3 separate regions of the Danio rerio genome follow, and regions 1 and 2 are each linked to region 3. A link is a contact called in public Hi-C and HiCAR-type data. All regions are on one chromosome and are shown on one strand. Each heading gives the region's core, a stretch centred on a gene start, on an enhancer-like site or on the middle of the called end of the contact. The rest is flanking DNA. Distances are from core to core; before and after follow the strand shown.

The links. Hi-C and Micro-C count contacts between places; a contact is called where the count stands out from the background. HiCAR-type assays count read pairs that join an accessible place to other places.
Region 1: a Hi-C map of skeletal muscle shows a contact between it and region 3, with 3 times the contacts expected there. The contact joins two enhancer-like sites. A contact is called at or near these places in 7 of 18 Hi-C or Micro-C datasets (caudal fin, embryo, fibroblasts and 3 more) and 1 of 4 datasets of contacts at active chromatin or transcription factors (caudal fin).
Region 2: a contact with region 3 is called in a HiCAR-type map of caudal fin, with 10 times the contacts expected there. The contact joins the promoter of LOC141378567 here to the enhancer-like site in region 3. A contact is called at or near these places in 8 of 18 Hi-C or Micro-C datasets (caudal fin, embryo, gastrula embryo and 2 more) and 1 of 4 datasets of contacts at active chromatin or transcription factors (caudal fin).

What each region holds. Positions count from the first base shown.
Region 1 is chr17:25,483,752-25,488,860 of GRCz12tu, reverse strand. ehbp1 (EH domain binding protein 1) reads right to left here. Exons shown (of 24, transcript XM_073928528.1): 4 at 3,579-3,674; 5 at 1,744-1,797. Among named protein-coding and RNA genes, the nearest start is that of ehbp1, 27 kb to the right of the region's middle. Within about 2 kb of position 3,035, at least 16 of the 62 cell types and tissues checked have an H3K27ac peak or open chromatin away from gene starts, as enhancers often do. A contact at or near this core is called in caudal fin and skeletal muscle, where this site is marked.
Region 2 is chr17:25,376,294-25,381,346 of GRCz12tu, reverse strand. It overlaps LOC141378567 (protein FAM161A-like), which reads left to right and starts at 3,740. Exons shown (of 4, transcript XM_073928525.1): 1 at 3,740-4,073. The coding sequence starts at 3,963.
Region 3 is chr17:25,428,977-25,433,814 of GRCz12tu, reverse strand. b3gnt2b (UDP-GlcNAc:betaGal beta-1,3-N-acetylglucosaminyltransferase 2b) reads right to left here. Exons shown (of 4, transcript NM_205752.2): 3 at 3,140-4,600; 4 at 1,817-3,112. The coding sequence starts at 4,582. The coding sequence ends at 3,389. Among named protein-coding and RNA genes, the nearest start is that of b3gnt2b, 16 kb to the right of the region's middle. Within about 2 kb of position 2,719, at least 8 of the 62 cell types and tissues checked have an H3K27ac peak or open chromatin away from gene starts, as enhancers often do. A contact at or near this core is called in caudal fin and skeletal muscle, where this site is marked.

The sequences.
Region 1 (5,109 bases), core at 1,786-4,285, 55 kb before region 3:
AAACTTTGACATGACCACCCAACAGCTTGAGATGTTTACTGATCTCTAATCAGTAGCCTGTTAAAAAAAGGAAAAGCGAGAGAGAGAGAGAGAGAGAGAAAGAGAGAGAGAGAGAGAGAGAGAGAGAGAGAGAAAGAGAGAGAGAGAGAGAGAAGGCAGCTATTTAATACATCCCTCATTAACATATTTTGTTCAGCATGTGTTATGGAGTTTTTTTTTTTTACTACTACTACTATTTACTGTGTGTACTGTTTTTATTACATATGTTACTTTATAACTGCTTTGGCAATATATTTGTAACATTTGTCATGCCAATAAAGCAATTATTGAATTGAATTGAGAATTGAGAGAGAGAGAGAGAGAGAGAGAGAGAGAGAGAGAGAGAGAGAGAGAGAGAGAGAGAGAGAGAGAGAGAGAGAGAGAGAAGGCAGCTATTTAATCCATCCCTAATTAACATGTTTTGTTCAGCATGTGTTATTGTTGAGTTTTGAGTCTGTTTTATTCAGAGGCCTGTGTTTGTCTTTATTAAACACATGCAAAGAAATTCCAGCCACAAGAAGGTCTATTCTCCAAAAGTATAAAAGAACAAACAGCTAAAAGTAGTACATGACACAAGGGTTTGCTTATTCCGGTTTCCTAAAAGAATGGTTTGACAAGCCACAAGATAATTAGCCAACCAGATGCCAAACACTGCTATGTTTAGGCATTTAGACAATCTCCCTATAAAGAAAATCTGCACTCTAAAAAGGTTGAAAACATAAATTATTGCTAAGATAAACACTTGCAAATAGGGCTGAATGATATTGGAAAAATCTGACTTGTGGTATTATGTTCTTCTAAAAAAAATATTTCACCCGATGATTTGAAAAGCTCTATTTGGAAAGAATTCATTAGTTTAGATTGATTAGGATTATTTTGTAATAGAGTGCATCTGCATAAAATATTATAAACAAATCAAAAGCATACATAAATACAATAGAGCACAGATAAAAGTGAAATAAACAGTGCTTTATGGGTTTTCTGTGGTTTAACAGTATCCAGGTACAGAAAAATAAATAATAAATATGGAATAACATTGTATAGTCTTTGCTGTAAAAATAATTAAAAACAATTAATCAATGTTAAAGCTACAGACTTTATATTTTTGTGTGCCTAAATGGTTTAAATTCACTTGAAATCTTTTACAGGCCTTAAAACACATCTGAAGGAAAAGTTTTTATTCTATATAGAATTAAAATAGCAATGAGTGCACAAATCTCATGTGTCCTCCCCCTAATCTGTGGTGTCTGGTTATGATAACTCCAATTTAACATTACAGATCCTGCGATGTGGCTATTGCACATGATATGACTGAAACAATATTTTCTGCAGCACTACACCAATCAATGAAAAACTAGATGAAAAAACACTTGGCTGGGTGATGAAACAATATTAAAATCCGTTTCATATAAAAAAATAAAATAAAAAAAAAAAGACCAACTGAAATCCAAATCCAACTACCGAGCAGCGCAGCTCAGGCAAGCTTGAAGCACCACAAAAAGAGCTGCTTTTAGTCATCTGTGAAACCATAAAGCACACAAATGCTTAAAATAACCAGAAACAAAGAGTCATATAGTGTCAAACACCTTCAGCATCAAATCATTCTTCATTAGCACTGGTGTGATTACTCCATCCGACCACTAGGTGTCAGGCGGCACATTGCAGAGTTCAACAGAAACATAAAAGCATACTTTAAGTACTCACATTTTCAATGACAAAGGTCCACTCTTTATCTTCAAACTCCTCAGCATGAGGATCCTGAAAAACAGAAGACAGAAATCAATTAGATGACACAAAAACTGAAAGAGGAAGCTCATTAAATACAGTCTCAGCATAAAAAGCCCGTCTAGCGTCTTTTTATCTACTGGAAGCACTTCACATGTCTTCCTCTACACATCAATATTACAGAACAAAACATCATCCACTTTTCCTTAAGGAAATACTATGGAAAACATGAGGGATGTGGAGACGTTGCCATAAATGACTTGATCTGGATATATCTGTCAAACTGACTAATTCTGTCACAGAATAGAATAAGACAAAGAGACACTTTCCTCGAATAATCTGAGTTTATTTCAGAGTTCAAACATGTTTATTGTTCAGCTAAATATGCACATATTCATTTAGGCTCAAGTGAGCAGCTCTTCTAGAATGGTCATGGTCAGCTGACTGATTGTTTGCTGGTACACAAATGAAACATTGATGGACTCTTGAATGCCAAACTGACCCACTGCAATGTACTCTGGGAGATGTAGTTTTACAAGACAGTGTGCTGTGGGGACAAGGCTGATAAGAAAAATGTTTGGACAAGCACTTTGTGTGTGTGACCTTTGTAAACAATGTGGAGACTGTTAGAGGATATTCAACACCAGGTCAGCCTGTCAGCGCAAGCTCGTAATGTAAGCGTGTGCATGTGTGTGTGTGTGTGTCAGTGACGTGCGGTGAGGTTTGTGGCTGGTGAGGCACTGACTTACAAATGTATGCACTCAAATATATTTGACACCTACCGATTGTGTCACATCTCATATCAACATTATTTAAATACACATAGCAGGTACATGGGTCTATTGGGCCAAGAAAAAATGTAAAATGTATAGCAGTTCAGTATGCCTCTCAAAAAACAACAAGGTGAACACTACAGACAACTGTAATAAGGGACACAGCACCATGGCGGATGCACACGCTCTCTGTCTGTCTGTCTGTCTGTCTGTCTGTCTGTCTGACAGACAGAAAGACAGACAGACAGACAGACAGACACACGCACGCACGCACGCACGCACGCACGCACGCACTGAAATGACTTGAATTACTTTGAAATGATCGAGTTATGTTCTGTCCAGTTGTTTGAAGCAAACCCTTTAGACACCCTTTAAAAACAAACTATTGCTTTTAGGGCCACTTTAACTATAATTTATTTACAGTCAGAATCTCATCATGAGTTATTCTATATCTCTTAGATATTTTTTTAACAGAATATTAAAAAAAAAGTGTAACCAAACCATAAAGAATTAACATGATATACTAGAAAAAGAGCAAATAAATTGCTTTTAAAATGCTGTCATCATTAGAAACCTCAGATCTACAAACCACTTTCTCTTTCCATTTTAGATAAACACAGTCCCTGTGTGGCTGCATCTGGGTCTGACAAATCAGGATGTAAGGTCTCACTTCTTTCATGGCAGACGTAAAAAACTGCTAACTGGCATTTCAAAAAGACTAAAATATCAAGCGAGCACTTTCTGCTGCAGTGTCAGTTTCAGCTCCACACATTTGAGAGGGGAGTTAAAATCTTGGAATGGCAGTTAAATCAGAGAGGAATCTGGACGTCTAGACACCAGCAGACCCCAACCAATCAGCTTCTGGAATACAGCCAACCATTTCAGCTTGCCCCAGTAATGTTTAGGCCTACCAGCTATAGGCCCCTAACATGCGAAAGTGTGTGTGTGTGTGTGTGTGTGTGTATGTGTGTGTGTGTGTGTGTATGTGTGTGTGTGTGTGTGTGTGTGTGTGTGTGTGTGTGTGTGTGTGTGTGTGTTTACCTTAAATAAGGTGACAGTGATCTCGATATTCTCTGGAACAGGCCACACCACCACTCCTCTATAGGGATTCTTGATGCCAGGCTGCCAGCTGTGAGACTACAAAATAAATGATAATAAAATATGATGAAATGGATATAAAAAAAACAACTACAGAGAAATTTAATAAAAATGTAAACAAATATATTTTCCCAGTATAAAACATTAAAATAAGCCTTGTTGGCTGAAAGTATGTTAATTTAAGAACAGGAACTGAGATATTGGGATATTGTGACAATACTGTATGTTTAAGTGAAGCAATTGATAAGATTCACATCAAGTTAGTTTCATCCAAGTGCTAACATTCTGTATTTTACAGTACAAAGCATTCAACCAAAATGAAAAGATTGTACTTCTGTTTTCAACATTTTATCCTAACATAAGTAATTACTTTCCTTTATATGTATATGTATAAAATCTAACATTGCAATGTTTTGTTTTTCTGCAATATACATTGAATATAAATACAATTTAAATGACTTTAAATACAATAAATGACTTAAATATCTCTAAATCGGTAAAAATTCAGGTAGAGAAATTAAATAATCAAATATAAAATAGCAATGCATTGACTTCATTGTATAAATAGATCAATAATAAAGAACTTAAAAATGTTTTTTTTAAAAGTTAAAAATGGTACAATTTCTTGTGCCTGTAACATTTAAACTCTCTTAATAAGCCCAAACAGTCTTAGGCTGTAAAAACACAGGTAAATAATCAATTTTTTCTCCATTATGGTAAAAATCTTCAATGATTCTTGGTCAACTATAATCTTAATTCAGCATTGCAGATCCTGTGATGTGACTATTGCAGATGCACACAATGTGATATTGATGCTAAAATTATATATTGTGCAACCTTCAAATAGAGTATAGTTTTTTAATAAAAAAAAGTCTGTGCTATTACATTTGAGATTTCCCAATTTCTATCTGTTAATTAGGAAAACAAACTCTCCCAAAAATGTTGCATAGATCCTCAAAATATTATATTAAAACTTTGACTAAAGCCCTGTTTACACTAATATACTTTACTTGTAAAAGTAAGTTAAGTTTTAAAAATGGAGCTTTTTGGAAGTGCTGAAGAGGTCGTTTTGGCTTTAAAATGCTGCTGTTTCGTGTCAGTGTGGATGGCGGAAAATGAAGACATCAGATTGGGGCTTTTTCCTCAATATTAAGTGCACAAAGTTTAATCTTGCATCATTTCCTTAAGTTAAGACTCCGCAAGTTTGAAAAACAAACTCTAAAAGACACGTAGGGTAAAAGCAGTCTAGGCTACTTTATAACGTTGTTCACTTTACCCTGGCTACATCGTTTCACTTTCAATAAAATAAAGCAATAAAATTAAAAGATGATATAGGGAACATTGCCCATTTACATTTTTTAAATTAGCAACTTAACAGACACTAAAAATGTTGAGGCATCATGTAGCTACATATTTATATGACCGTCATCTTCACTGTATGCATATTTATAAAAAAAAAATAAATAAATAAAAT
Region 2 (5,053 bases), core at 2,491-4,990, 53 kb after region 3:
ATGAGAGTGTGTGGATGTTTCCCAGAGATGGGTTGTGGCTGGAAAGGCATCCGCTGCGTAAAAACCTGTTGGGTAAGTTGGTGGTTCATTCCACTGTGGCAGCCTCGGATTATTAAAGGGACTGAGCCAAAAAGAAAATGAATGATGAGTCACTGCAGAGATGTATGGATGTAGTCCTCTGGGAGTCATACACAATATTAATTATTTTTCCACTGCACCATAACATTATATGCTATACTGTACCTTTTTTTGTTAAGTGACAAGACTTTTGTCGAAGCACACTCAGGCCTTACTGTCCTAATTAAATAATTAAAAATAAAGACATGATCATATTCTATTTTAGTAAAATAAGTATAATCTAAAGGCCTTTGTCTTTCATATAAGCCACTTCTGATACCAAATGATCAACTTGAAGACAAGTTATTATTTGTTGTTCCTAAAACTTGGATAGGCAACAAGACTTTTGTCAGGTAGTGTATATAAATAAAACAAACAAAAAAAGAGTAAACAGGTGAAACATTTTTTAAAAAGTTGACTGAGTGTTTACTAAATAATTTGCTTTAACATATTTGAGATATAAAATGTCAAGGTTTCAGAAGTAGGCCGGAATGTAGGTTGACGTGTGCTTGTGTTTGCATCAATTGTGGTGGCAGATGGATTGACAGATTGAGGTGTCAGCCTGTCAGTGTCTTTTAGCTGTAGGAGTGTGAACACTGGTTCCTGCATTAAACTGATTAACCACAGATTTGACCAGCACCAACAAACACATACAAGCGCTATAGGCAGAGTTTCATATGGGCGCCACAGGGTTATACCAGTAACTGAGAGTTTAGAGTTAAGAAAAATCAGGTCATGTTGTAAGATAAAAAGCCACCATTATGATATAGTTGCGAAATTGTGAAACAAAATGAAAGAAAAGCAGATTTAAAGTCAATGTATGCTGCAATTGTGAAACACAAAGAAAGAAGAAGTTGATTTACAAGAAATAATGCAATTTTGGGAAAGTCAATTTGAAAAGGCTCAAGCCAAAATGAGGAGAAGTGAACTTGCAGTCTTACTAAATGTTGCAACTGTGAGAAATAAAGATTCAAGTGAGATTAAATCTTTACCATGAGAATCTCAACCAGAACCCAGTCTTAACAGAGTCACAGTATATATGAGAATAGTTTCGTAATAGTCACCTTTTATAGCCAAGGTGTGAACAGCTTGTGACTAAATTAAAACACTTGACTTCCACCAACTTCTTAGGTTTTAAATGTCAAGAACCTACACTGGAACAAATTATTAGTTGACTTTATTAGAAAATGTGAGTTAACCTGATTAACTAAATGAACTACACTACCCGTCAAAAGTTTGGGGTCATTTATTTATTTATTTATTTTAAGAAAATTGTTCTGTTCATCAAGGCGACATTTATTAAATGTAAAAAAAAAAACTGTTAAATATTTATAAAAATTTTAAATAACTGCTTTCTTATCGTATGTATTTTTAAATTAAATTATTACTCCAGTCATTACTGCTTTTATTACTATTACATTATTAATAAAATTATAATATAATAATAAAAATAATAATAAAAATAATAAGGATAATGTAACTCCAAAGACTAGAGTAATAAAGCTGAAAATTCCTCGTTAAAATCATTGGAATAAATGATTAAAATAAATGATAAACTACTTTTGAACAGTTATCTTATAGTGCAATAACATCTCAATATTTTAATCAATTGAAATAAATGCATCCTTGGTTTGCAGGATAAGCTTATTTTAAAACATTTAAATATCCTACTGACCAAAATATTTGACCGATAGTGCATGTGCATAAAATAAAATTGCCTTTTATTAAGAAGAGTCAACTTGTTGCTTTTTTTAAGGCAAATATTTACTTATTTTTAAAATTAAAGTTACTCGGTTTTTACTAAATTAAAATAATTACAAAATATTATCAACGGATGTTGGTAAATTGCAGAGCTTATGTAAACATGGCTATATGGCTGTGATCAAATGCTTTCTACACTGCTGTTTTCTCACTGCTGTCATTTTGTTGTGTGTTTTACTATTGAGAGAAACTCGAGGGAAATTTTGTCATGGAAAGCTTGCAGCAGAAATGTACTGTACATATTCATCTAAATATTATTTATCAACATAATTTATTTACATCCATTAATTTTTAAAATATCTGTGTAAAAGATATGTTCATTTTCATTTTACTTTTAATTGAACAAAAAAATTGTACTGAGGTGCTGAATCTTGTATAATTTCTTTAATGTTAAAGGTATAGTTCATGGCAAAATATTCTAACTCATGGCAAAATATAAACTCAAGTGGTTCTAAAATTTTGTTCATTTTCTGTCCTCTGTTGAACACAAAAGAAGATATTCTGAAGAATGTTTAAAAAGCAGCCATTGATAGCCACCCATAGTTAGAACAAAAAAATACTATGGAAGTCAATGACTTTTATTTCAATCATTTCTCAGAAAATGCAAAGAAAAACATTACTTTTAATATTTTATCATCTACACCGGAGCGGCACAGTGGGTAGCACAATCGCCTTACAGCAAGAAAGTCCCTGGATTAAGCCCCGGCTGGGTCAGTTGGCATTTGTGTGTGGAGTTTGCATGTTCTCTCCGTTCTTGCGTGGGTTTCTTCTGGGTGCTCAGATTTACCCCACAGTCCAAAGACATGTACTATAGCAGGGGTGGCCAACCCTGTTCCTGGAGAGCCACCTTCCTGCAGATTTCAGTTGCTACCCATATCAAACACACCTGAACCAATTAGTTAGGACCTGAACAACACGTGATAATTACAGGCAGGTGTGTTTGATATGGGCTGCAACTGAAATCTGCAGGAAGGTGGCTCTCCAGGAACAGGGTTGGCCACTCCTTTACTATAGGTAAATTGAATTAACTAAATTGGCCATAGAGTGAATGCAAGAGTGTATGGGTGTTTCCCAGTACTGGGTTGCAGCTGGAAGAGCATCCGCTGCGAAAAACATATGCTGGATAAGTTGGAGGTTCATTTTGCTGTGGTGACTACTGATTAATAAAGGGACTAAGGCGAAAAGAAAACTAATGAATGAATCATCTACACCTGCCTTTAGAAGTCAACAATTTTTTATGACAAGACACTATCAATGTTTTTCATTGCCAGCACACTTCAGCCACCACTAAACCACACACCACCTTTCACCTAACATTTACCTTTAGCACATTAATAACACCGTGTGACTTCCACATGACATCGCAGCTTCACTTTGCAGAAGCACATTCTTTGATAATGGTTTGTGTACAATCTCAATTCAGGGACTGTATTTTGGTATGTTTTAAAGGGATAATTCACCCAAAAATGAGTTTATCATTTATCTCATGTGATTTTAAACCTTTATGAGTTTTTTCTTCTGTTGAACACACAAGAGGATACTCTGAAGAATGCTGGTGCTGCATTGACTTCCATAGGCAAAATATTTACCATGGAAGTCAATTAGTCCGAGCGACAAGCATTCTTCAAAATATCTTCTTTCGTGTTCAACAGAAGAAAGGAACTCAAATAGATTTTGAACAAGTGAAAGGTGAATATATGATAGCAGATGTTTCATTTTTGACACTTTAAATACTGCATGTTTACTGCGAGAGCATCTTCAGCTGAACCCTCTTCACATGCTGGATTCCCTCTGTAATTAAGAGTGCTGTTAATCTCTAAATCTTATTTGGGATGGTTCACTTTGAATCACATCTGAAGGTGTAAATCGGGGTTTAAAGAAGATATAGGACATATGGTCAGCAAGCACCAGGCTCTAAATCGTGACCTTTTAGGGTTTATCCACAGGGATAAACTGAGATTGGCACATCTGGGTGTGAGAAAGCATCCTAACCTAGTGTGGCAGTGCCATACCTGTGAGAGGAGCAAAGCGAGTCGAAAGGAGAAAGGAAGGAGAAAAGCAGTGCTGTACTTCAGATCTGGACAATGAAAGCGATACTGCGTACAGAGAGACTGCAGCCCAGTGAACTTCAGGCTCTGTTCGGAGAAGAGAAGGATTATTCATGCTCCCTGAATGATATTGTTCACCACACAGAGGTATGCATCTTGCATCTTTAGACTTATACAATGTAAAATATGAATGTGAAATTGTACAGTATGAAAACAGTACTTTTAAATGACATAAACTGCAGATGAAGATATTGTAAGATAAGTTCAGAATCGAATATTCTGGACTGTCGTCTATTTGTAAAAGCAAGATGATCCAGAAACAAGGCTAAAGGATGTGTGACTGGTTTAGAAAAGAATGAGGATATGCTACTGTAATTAGAAAACATGAAACTGAGTTTGTCATATTTTAGTCACATGGTGTCAAGGGACAAAATATCACTGAAAATGGACATTGAGAAAGATTGAGGACACAAGGTGTAGAACCACTAGTACTACCACTACTGAAATGGGATACAGTAACATAACAGACACTGGAGGTTCAAAACTAAAAATCTTTTTTAGCTCTTTAGTCTACAAAGTCAGAGATTTACTCAAACCTAAGCTGTTGGAACAAACCAACAATAATGGGTCAACTACTGTACCATTAGTGTAATGTAACATTTCAGCTTTTTTAAAATTCAAATTGGGTGACATGATGACTCAGTGGTTAGCACTGTCGCCTCACAGCAAGAAGGTCACTAGTTTGAGTCCCAGCTGCGTCAGTTGGCATTTCTGTGTGGAGTTTGCATGTTCTCCCTGTGTTCGCTCCAGGTGCTCCGGTTTCCCCTACAGTCCAAAGATATATGGTATAGGTGAATTGAATAAACTAAATGGCTGTAGTGTATGTAAATGTGGGAATGAGTTTGTAGAGGGTACTGGGTGGCTGCTAGAAAGGCATCTGCTATTTGAAACATATGCTGGATAAGGTTGCGGTTCATTCCGCTTTGGCGACTCCTAATGAATAAGGGGACTAAGCTCAAGGAAAATGAATGAATGAATTAAACATTCTAATTTACTATTTAAACTAGAGTCAGGTCTACTGACTTTAAATTAAGATTTATTTAAATTAAGGTCAGATTTGCTAACAT
Region 3 (4,838 bases), core at 1,470-3,969:
TTTAATACCATGCAAGAGTCTTGTGTCTGTTGTATTTGTCCTTTGTTTGAGATGGTGTATGTGTGTACAGCACCTTTGGTCAGCACTTGTTGATTTTAAAAAGCTTTTTATAAATAAATATTGACTTAAGAACAAATTGAAATGCTTTTTTGACCAAATGTCATTTTCTAAAATAAAAACATTAAATGTGAATATTTTCTATTTGATCTAAATTATTACAATTTTTATCTCAAATGTTTAGATCACAAATATTAATATTGTACCTTTTCCAATGGTTCTAGCAAAAGATGCCACTTTAAGCTGAATTAAAGAGAAAATAACTATTTAAACAAAAACACAAGATGGAAATACCAGAGGTACGACAGTTTAAACATTGTTTTGATAAACATCTGATCAGTTTGTCCATTTATTAGATCAATTAAATCAGAAAGAGGCAAGGCAAAATAAACATACATGTGCATTTTCAGTTACAGAAAGACAAACAGGCAAACAATCAATCACAATTATTAAAGGCACATGTTGGTTGCAGTGTTTGAAGGGTGTCAAAACATCTTCCTAAAAAATTTAGTCAAGTGAACGCCTTTACATTTTAAAGAAATCGACAGATATGGCTGAGAAATGAACAAATCATAAATTCAAAACAATCATTTAATAAAAAAGCCGCAATTATTTCTTGTTTAGAACTGGATTATCACGATCTGACTTCTTAGCCTTTATATAGCTACACATCCACATAAATACACAGACACGCACAACACTAAAGACACACTTAATCCAACACATCACATTGTAACATTTGAGTTAATTATGATGCATCATTAAGGCAGAAGCAAAAAAAAAAAAAAAAAACTCAACTACACTTCCGGTATACAAACATTAAAGCTGTGAACAATATCATCTATTTCGCTCAGAAGCACAAACAATGTCCTGTAGACTTCACAGGAGTACAGTAAATACCAGTGTATAAAAAACCTGTCTATCATGATTCATATACTAGAAAACACAAGCTTTTCTCACTGTTTAAGAACACATGTAAACACTTTGTTTCTTTCACCAAACACTACATCCGGTGTGCCTTTCTGACCATCAGCAGAGAGACGATATGAAACATCCTTATGGTCCTCATTTTTCCATAGCTTGGTGGACAATTTGATTTGAAACTCTATAAACCAAGTTGATTAAACTGTTCAGCAAACACGGTGAGGCAGACCGCAGAAAAATAGAGAATATTTCGTGAGCAGAAAGATTACTAGGTGTACACCTCTTTATATTCGTAAGAGAAACAGCTGATAAATAGTCCCCACTCAAAAGTGAGAGGGAAATATACATTTGTTCTACTACAGACAGGCCATATACAGGATTTAAAGCAGGGGTGCCCAAACCCGGTGTCCTACATATTTAAGTTCCAACCACAATTAAACCTGCACCAGCTAATCAATCTCTTTCTGCCTATACTAGAATCTTCAAGGCAGGTGTGTTAAAGCAAGTTGGAGCTTAACTATGCCGGACAACGGCCCAAGTTTGGGTACCCCAGACTTAAAGCGATAGTTAATCCAAAAAAATTAAATGATATCACTCACTCACAGTTCACTCATTGAAAAGCGATTTGAGTTTCATTCTTCTGTTGAACACAAAAGAAGATAATTTGAAGAATCCTGGTTACTGGCCCCCATTGACTTCTATTCTTCTATGGTCATTTGATGGGTGCCAGGAACCCACATTCTTCAAAATATCTTCATTTGTGTTCGACAGAAAGAAACTCAACAGTTTTAAAAAGCAAATGAGAGAGACTAAATGAGGTAATGTGCATTTTTTTGGGTGAGCTACCACTTTAAAAAAAGAGGTCCAGTGTTGATTTAAAAAAAAATATCATTCAGCCCAGCAGGGGTCATCGTAACACATAATAATCAAGTCATCCAGCCGAGACCTGCTTCCTGGCCTCTTTTTAAAGGGGGAAAATAACAGCACAAAAACACTACAGCAACAGGATTAATCCAAAACTGAAAAAGTCAAATTGAATGCGTTTAGCCAAGAAGCTACATTAGGTATGTTTCTTATTTGAATCACAACCTTGATATTTTTACCCTAAGGAACGTCCTGAGAAGGTTTAGAATCAGATCAGAGACAGTAACAAGCTTTTAGTCGGTTTTGTTTTTCTGTCAGAAATTATTTTTGTACATTCTGCTGACAATAACGCAACCTTGGGTAAAATGTTAATACAAAAAGTTCCATTGTGTCTTGAAATTGATTGTCTGCAAATTAAATAAATAAATCAGAAGAAAGAAGGTCTGTGCACAAGCACATATTTCCAAGTGTGTGTGGGCAACCTATATTTAGGCTAAATATTTAGGTTTCAGAAACCGCTGTCCCAATTAGCAGGGCTCTAAAAGGAGCAAACTCTTCATTTCTCTGAAAACACACTCGCCTCTGCTTTTAGGCTGTTTGTGTGCAAAACAAGAGGGCAGCATGTTCATTCACATTGCAGAGAACTAAAACGGCAAGTACAGACCAAGAGATTAGGCTTGTGATGGCTGCATAAATGACCTAAAGCAACAAAAAGTAAAGTATAAAACATCCGATCCTTTAAATGCATCTCAATTCTCCCGTAGGAAAAAAAAACAAAAACAAACAAAACAAAAAAGTTCTACATATGTCCAACAGAGTGTTCATGTGAGTGGTGAATTGCTTGTGCCATGTTCAGACCAGCTGAACTACATTTCCCACAATGCTTAGTACCTCTGATAACACAAACCAGAGAGCACTGTATAAATACTTGTAACATTTTTAACAGAATGTCAACCAAAAGTTAACCCCTTGCAATACTTGTGTGCAGTAATTCTGAGCCACATTAAAATATATACATCCAACAAGCTTAGGGCTCTGACCTTTGACATGAAATGAAGTACATCAGAATGCTAATAATAAATGGAATTGTAAAACATTAAAGGGAGAGCTCACCACAAAGAAAATTCTGTCAATGTTTACTCGCCCTCATGTCATTTCAAACTGTTGTCAGACGAACACACACGAAAATATTTAATCTATAAACAAAGTCAGCGGGGTTCAAACACAACTCTGAATCTCAGATAATAATAATAATAATAATAATAATAATAATAATAATAATAATAATAATAATTTGGTTCATAAAAACCAAGAGAGTTCAATCCCACAGTTTTAAAAATACATGAGAGTGAATAAACAATGACAGAATTGTGATTTTTCAGTGGACTATCCCTTTAAAGCAGCCAATCCCTTGTAGAAAAACCACATGAGCGTCACATGCTAAACTCACTGGAACTGGTTTTGAAAATGTTCCAAAATCACATTTCAATATGAGACGCCCTTGAGTTTTGTTTAATCTGTAAAACCTATGAGCAGCAGCTGTTCACTGACAGTTCAAGGCTGGGTCATTCAGCCAGGCCCATATTTTGATCATATGCTGAGGACTTCTGGGATGGACCAGCATCAAGCTCTTATAGGCACAGGCATTATCACGATATTTCTCTTCGATATCAAACGTCCTGAAGCCTTTGTGCTTCTCAGGCGCGAGGCCCATTTTCATAAGGCACATACCCGTGTAGACATCATCAATGGGGTAGAGGGGCACCAACTTCGAGATGTTGTGAAGTCTCTGCGCCAGCTGTCCCGAAAACAAATAACCTCCCCCTCCAGCGTATGCAGGGTACATTCCAACAAACATGCTCTCAGGTATAAAATACTTCACCTTTTTGTCCCTGTGTGGCCCAGCGTTAGTAATCACATCCCCCACAAACAGTTCCCTTGCTTTGGCATTAGAAAGATTAGTTAGGAAGTCTATGATGTGGATGGTGTTAACAAAAACATCGTCATCGCCCTTAAAGATGAAATTGGCTCCAGGACAGCGCGTGCTCAGCCATTCCAGAAAAAGCACCTCCTTGATAGTGAGGTTGAAGAAGGTGTCCCTGTAGTCCCACTGAAGGATATCTCTGTGAATGGAGCTCTCGTGATGGAGCATCTTTGAGAGGTCAGGAAAGTGGTCCTCGGTGGCCGCATTTCCCAGAAGAAACACCGTAACGACGGATCTGTTCGCAATGCGGCCAACTTTGCCCCATGACTCACGGATAGCTTGACGTCGGTCAAAGTGTGGGACTAAAGATTTAATGGCTAGGAGAAGGAACGGTTGTTTTTTGCATATGTTTGGTTGGTCCACAACTATGGGATAGGACCTGCAGCGCATGTAAAGCAGGAAGTCCTTGAATCGATCAGGTAAAGAGTTGTAATCCTTCACTTGGGTGGTCACTCTATAGTCTGGGTCACATGAGTCCAGGCTGACGGTGTCGTTTAGCCAGTCTGGAAGATTATCAATTGTGTAGTTGAGCTTTTCTAGGTTGCGGTTGTTGATGTAGTTAATCTGCTGCTGTTGCCGATTCCAATAGGCGTCGCTGGGAAGATCTTTTGCCCAGAAACGCTTCAAGGGAACCAGAGACTTGTTTTTACTGCTGCTGCCCTTCCCAGCATTGCGAGAGACCTCCACCACTATGAAGAGAAACACCATTGTCATCATCGCCATGACCTTCACCTTCCTCCGAGGTCCCTGCATGGTGTCGAGTCTCACCACCTGAACAGCAGAGACCAAAAACAAAAACAAAACAGAAAGATAAGACAGATGTTAGAATCTACTAGCATAGCTACATTTGACTTCAAACAAGTAAACATTCAGGAGCTAAATGACTTTAGTTTACAAATCACACACACACACACACATATATATATATATATATATATATATATATATATATATATATATATATATATATATATATATATATATATATATATATATATATATATATATA